Linked DNA regions of Gossypium hirsutum: region 1 is linked to region 2. Evidence: chromatin contacts called from public Hi-C data. All regions are on one chromosome and are shown on one strand. Each heading gives the region's core, a stretch centred on a gene start, on an enhancer-like site or on the middle of the called end of the contact. The rest is flanking DNA. Distances are from core to core; before and after follow the strand shown.

Region 1 (3,159 bases), core at 501-3,000, 180 kb after region 2:
GTTACACATTATTATAGGAAACTTGATTCACAAAAAGTTAATTTAAACTAATTTATTTCTTTTAATAAGTAATTTTGTGACGTTACTAAAAAATAAAATACAATAATATTAGTACATTGTTAATAAGTAATTTCTTATTATGTTTATAAACATTGTTATTTTATTTAATTATTTTTGTTATAAATTTAGGGTTAAGTATGTTTTAAATAAATAATTTTATTATTATTGAAAATCAATTACATTAAAATATCAATAGTAAAATTAAGAAATATATGTATTGATACTAGTGAATAGTTCCTCCCTTCAGATTATCCTTAATTTAATAAATTCTAATTTGTCGAAGATCTCAAGGCTATATATTCATAATGGAATATAATATTAGTAAAAAAAAATGAAATAATCAATTTTTGACATTGTTAGTTTAGTCTATTAGAATCCATTCTCAATCCATGTTCTATTAGTATACGTTTTAACACATAGCTTACTACAAACCATACCAAAATTACTTTTTTTTTTTTACTCAATTGTTTTTCCAACCAGAAAAAGAAAAAATTGAATAATCTTTTATCCCAAAAATTTTAAAAATTAAAATAAAGGAGCTTTACATTAATGTTAAGAACAATTAGACATTAATGATATTAAGTAAAAATAATTACATTTTATTTAATGATTTAATATTAATTTAAAATATATCTAAAACCACAATTAAAAGTAAATATAAAAAATAAAAGGTGAATTTTGATCCTATTTATTTCATACTTCTTTGTAAGAGTTAAAAATATATTTTATATATTATATTTCTAAGAGTAATTGAGTTGGTGTTAGTAGAGGTGATCATGGGTTGGGCGGTCCGGCCCGGCCTAGCAACCCGCTCGAAATATGGGAGGGTTCGGGTAAAAATATAGGTCCGAAATATGGGTTTGGGCAAAAAAACGAGGCCCGACCTCCGGCACTACTTTTTTGGCCCGGGCCCAGCCCGAATATATAATAAATATATTTTTTATTTTTTTATTTTAAAATATTTTTAAAATATTTTTTTATTTTTTATTTTTAAAATAAATTTTTAGTGTTTATTAAAATAATGGGCCGGGCTGGGCTCGAGCTTAGAAATTTTTTCCCGGGCCGGGCCTAGACAAAATTTCAAGATCATATTTTGGGTCTGGCCCGGGCCTAAGATGCGGGCCAAAATCTTTTTAGGCCCGGCCCATGATCACCTCTAATTGTTGGTCACAATTTCTTCATATTAGCTTTCATAGTTTTTTTTTTAATTTTAGTACGCATTACCAAAAAAATTTTCCACAATTTTGTGATTTCATTTTCTTCACATTTTTTTTATGCTTTTTATTTTATTCACTCTATTTTCTTTGAGAGTAGACGTGATTTTATTTTTAATTTTTAAAATTTAATCACGTTTTGACATATATGTAAAATTTGTTAATATAAAGGTACCACTAATTCTATTAGAAACTTTATTATGATAGGTCATAATGATGAAAATAGATTCAAGATGACGAGGAGGAGGATGGATCATTTGAGACTTAAATCTTTTGTGTATCAATGATGTGGTGGGTTTCTTGAATTTTTGTCAATTTTTTTTAGTTAATTAATGTTCATTGTCGCGTTAATTTGATGATGATCAAATTGATACATTTTTTTATTTGTTTCTAAATTATTCTAGTGTTGCAGTTAATTTCAACTTGTATTTTTCTTTTCCTTATATATATATAGAGAGAGAAAGAGTCCCCACTCCACTATTTACTGTATTTCCAAGCGAAGTGGTATAATTTTGTTTGCAACATAAGTATATATGTATGTAAGCTTTGATGCTGTATTTCCATGTCTTGTCCTCGTCCATCAAAACCTCCATTCTTTCATTCTACATGAAAGATCAAACTATCATACCAACAAATCCCTGAATCAAACTTGAAAAACCCTTCAAAAGAATCCAACCCAAAACCAAAATGCCCACTTTCAACTTCAAATTCATCTTCATTAGCATCTTCCTATCCCTTCTCTTCCTCCATACCTGTAATTCTGTCTCGATTTTAGACCTCGATGGTGCACTGGCAAGCAGTGAAATCGATGCAAGGGCAAGAAGGGTTTGCACCAAAAAGCTTGAAGATTGTTTAGAAGAGGAAGAAATGGAGTCAGAGAGCAACAGGAGGGTGCTGGTGATGCAAAGGAAGTACATTAGCTATGAGACACTGAGGAGGGACATGGTCCCATGTGCTACCCCTGGTGCTTCTTACTATGATTGCAATGGCGGTCATCAAGCGAATCATTACAACCGAGGGTGTGAAGTTATTACAAGATGTGCTAGAGGTATCAAAGGTATCAAAACCTGAAAAAAATAAAAATCCCCCCCAAAATTTTATGTTTTTAACCTACCATATATAGCTGCTTTGTGCAAAGTGGTATCTTTCTGGGTTTTTCTTATATTGTTGTATATTAAAGGTTGTTAATTTTAATCTGCTTAATATAATTGCATGTTTAACTTGAATTTTGGGATCTGAGACTTCCCTGTTAAGAGTATTTATGAAAATTGACTTGGTGTTTGATAGGGAAATTATGAACCTTCATTTTTTGTTTTCTTGGTTTCTGAATATCTTTCCAGTAAGTGCCTAAATATCTTGAGAAAGTTCTCAAGTACTTACTTCTTTCTGTTGAAGAAGTGTAGCTATGCAGTGGAGAAGAGAAGTGTTAATTTACGAATTACTATCAAATCTGACCTGACCTGCCCTGTCCTTTTCTGATGATGAATCAAATTTCAATTAAATATAGGCTTCTCTCCAACCTAACCTATTCCATGGACTGAAGAGATATCATCCTTAAATCAAACCCCTCTTTTGAAAAAAAACAGCCCTTGATACCCCATCACAAGATAAATCCATTAATTCTTTAGTGTTTAGCTATGCTACTGTAGGCCTGTATCTGGTTTCTCCTATAATGGTATAATACTTGGACTCAGGTGGCAAGTATTGGATGCTTTTATGAGATTTTTGTGCATTTAGAGGGTCATATTTTATACCTATATCTCAATATGCATTAGGAAAGGATATCAAACATTGGTACTTCAAATAGAATGAAAATGTCGAAGCAATAGTATGGATGCCTTCATTCATTGAAATAGAAACCAAAATCATTCCTTGCCGTTAAAGG
Region 2 (3,524 bases), core at 920-3,419:
AATGGTTGCACTGAGATTGCCACCTGCAGAAGGTGATCATCATGTCATTAGGATTGTGGAATACAATGACTTAAAAAAAATTATTGAATCTGCAAATTAAGCTATACAACCTCGTGATTCCATGAACCATCTTGGGTTTTGAAAAACCGGACCATGTTACTTGACAAGGCACACCCCACATACCCTGTATCTTTGGAGGGATCATGTAGGAATCTTATCTGCATAGAAACGGAAAGATCATGTATGAAAACAAAGATGCTAACGTGTTTCAATGTTATTAATATGTAATCAATCACCTCTAAGGGTACGAGACCAGTGTTTCCAAGATCCATTGTTTGCTTCAATTCGCCATCAGGCCAACTGTACACAAACAAATGTCTACCGTATAGACCATCTGCTACATGCTGAAGGTTGAAACCTTTGGTGAAGGCTGCAGGAGCACCCCAAGATGAGCTGATCATTGTTTTATGTCGAGGTTGGTACCAAAAGTCATAGCCGAAGGAAGGACTATTCCCTGGTTTCTCCCACCTGAAGAAATACCATAGTAGCAGCTAAGAGAACAGTTCAATCACAAACGATTTCTTTTTAGTGTTATTTCTTTACCTTCCCTTTACGTTAAACTGGGAATCAAGGAGAAGAAATCCATTTCCTTTAGCATTTCCATCTTTGTCTCCGAGACATGACACCATTACATCACCGGAGGCAAGGCAGTGGGAGGTGTGCGGATATGCTAGGCTTGTCTTCTTAACAATATCGTCAGGCTGAACCACTTTATGCAATGAGGGAGCCTTGGGATTTGTCTTTGTGTCAACCACATAGATACGGCCGGATCTGAAAACAGTAATACAATTATTAGAGCAGTTCTTTACTCACAATAGTGCTATTTGTAACAGGAAAAAGGGAATGGGAAAAAATAAAGCATAAAAGTAAAAAAAACACAGTCCCTTACACCAATGAAGGCAGGATCAGGAAACGCCGATCAGCTAACGGATCACCATGGCAGGAGCTGCAAGCGTTCCATCCAGAGTGATGGAGTTCGTCACCGATATACGGCACAGGTAGCCTGTGTATAACTTTAGAATATGTAGGCGAGTTCGGATCTACATCGACTGTGGCAAGGAAATCAGGCTTCTCTCTTCCAGTTCCTGCACATATACATAACCATAATTTGAAACTCAATTCTTTTTACAACTTCAAAACTAAGAAAACTATTTCAAACCACAAATGTGAATTGCATAAACCAGAAACTGATAAAATCATTTGCGATGAATGACAGAAACAAAGTAGGTCTATGTTATCCAGGCTTTCATTTTCCCAAAAATGGCCATCTACGAGGTTTATGTTGCAACACTAACCCAAATCCGAATCACATACAAGCAAGTTGATAGTATATTTAGCGATAACAAATAATCAGCTCCTTGTGATTGAATTTTCTCGAGGAAAATGAGAGCTAGGAATTTTGGTAGCAGTCAATTATATTCCAATTTCCATCAATTTACTTTGTTTTTCTTATACAATAAAATCTCAAAACTTATACTTCACACACCCATTTGAACTACCACACAGGTTTACATCCTATACTTATAATTGCATAAGCATCCATTACCACTTAGCTTTAAAATAAGCATTAAAAAATTTGTAAAAGATAAATAAAGAAAAGCATAAACTATCCCAACTACATATATGAAAGCAGTTTTCAAAGTGTTTACTATGATAGCTGCATTAAAAACAAACTTAAGAAAAAGAAAAGCTCCCCCAACTACATATATGAAAGCAAAAATTTCTTTAAATCAATTATAAAATCAAGCAATAACTCAAACAACCCAGAAAAACTGCAACCAACCCATTTATAAACAATCATATATAACCAATACGAAGAAAAGGAAGAAGAAGTACCAGTATAAACACAAGTAACATAAATAAGAGCTTCTCTAGGACCAGACATGGCTTCCAATGGAGTACCATATCCTGGTCCTGCAAGCTTGCAACACCCATTTCCTTCAACCATGGCGTAAAATCTCTCTTTATTTCTTTATTTCTTTCTTGCTTTCTTGCAATTCCAGATTCACTCTATAAAAGAATTGGGAAAATCTCTGTTAATTATTTATGGTGACAAAAACTACTGGTAATGTAATGCCTAAAATCACTTCCGTAACAACGAGCGGGTTTTCTCACAAAAATTTGTCTGAATATGGACCTCGGTTTTGTCTCCATGCAACGTGTCTAAGTTCAATGTATCGAGATTCCCGAATTTGCATGATCCTTTGTCGGGATTCAATCTCTCATCACACGGTCGAGGCTTTGACACGTATTCTACTGTTTTGTAAATTACGGCAGACGTGTTCCTGCCGTGGAATCTTTAACGGATAAAATAGCATTAAGTGACTCCGCTGATTTTGATTTTCTAATTGATTTGAATCTTACCTTTCAAATAAAATAATGTAAGAGATGAACTGTTCCAGCCGTAACCTTCTTTATTTTAAATTATTTGAGATGTTGGATTTCCTAGAAAACGTCCTTATCTATAATCCATTTCTTTCAATCACTTCTGTCTTAACTTCCACCTTTTTATATGATCATCTTTTATTTTATTTATATTTGTAATGTAGCTTTTATATTTTAATTTATATTTCTTTTAATTGCTGTATAAATTATTAGGGAGAGGGAAATGTATTTTTACCATTATATTAACATGTACGTTTATAAAAATTTAAGGGGCTAAATAGTAAATCTATTATTTTTAAGGCCAAGGCTGACTTTCTCCTTTTGCCTTCACCCTTACCGTATTCAAATGATGATGGCCGGAGCATCACCCTCAATTATGAAGTGTCTAAACCTCGACTCACAAGCTAACTTCAAAGATCGAAGACATGCAACATCCTCAACACAAAAGACATCTTGCATGTTTTCAATCAGGGCAATGACAGCAATAATAACCTTCCCTATTTCATTTCAAGCATTTATTTCGAAGCCATCAGTCCTTGACCGTTAAGAAATGCATCCTAGGTAGTGATTCTTAAGTTAGGATGAGATTGAAAGGAGATTCTTGGATAGGAGTAATAATTGAGATAGTGGGGTATACATATTAGCTTCATGGTAGTTAGATAATTAATCGATCATCATTTTAACTATTTGCTTAGTCTACACAAGGAAGATGATAGATAACTAGGTTGCTTTTATGTTAAGTTAGGTTAGTTACTTTTGATATTTTTTAATTGGTTTGCATTAATATTCCTTAATTTGAATAGACTAGGAATTTCCTCGTGAGTAAGTTAATTGACTAGTGCATTCCCTTATCAATCCTTGTGGAATGATTTGTGGAGTACTTGCTTTAGTGTTCCATTGTAACGACTATACTACAAATTGACACTGGCATACTTGCGGTAATGTCGTGCTTACATTGTGGATGTTATTTGTGTGTTTTTTAGTAAGCATAGATGTGCAACCACTCTAATATAGGAAAGTTTCCTTATTATGTCTCCCCACCATCGTGAGTAAGCCCAAATACCTCATTGGGTTTGAGG

What was found. Hi-C and Micro-C count contacts between places; a contact is called where the count stands out from the background.
Region 1: a Hi-C map of leaf shows a contact between it and region 2, with 2.1 times the contacts expected there. The contact joins the promoter of LOC107914744 here to the promoter of LOC107914748 in region 2. A contact is called at or near these places in 2 of 34 Hi-C or Micro-C datasets (callus and leaf).

What each region holds. Positions count from the first base shown.
Region 1 is chrD10:26,655,519-26,658,677 of Gossypium_hirsutum_v2.1, forward strand. LOC107914744 (protein RALF-like 24) reads left to right here and starts at 1,751. Exons shown (of 1, transcript XM_016843760.2): 1 at 1,751-2,500. The coding sequence starts at 1,962. The coding sequence ends at 2,345.
Region 2 is chrD10:26,477,111-26,480,634 of Gossypium_hirsutum_v2.1, forward strand. It overlaps LOC107914748 (selenium-binding protein 1), which reads right to left and starts at 2,170. Exons shown (of 7, transcript XM_016843764.2): 1 at 1,897-2,170; 2 at 950-1,145; 3 at 604-831; 4 at 297-528; 5 at 111-218; 6 at 1-23. The coding sequence starts at 2,008.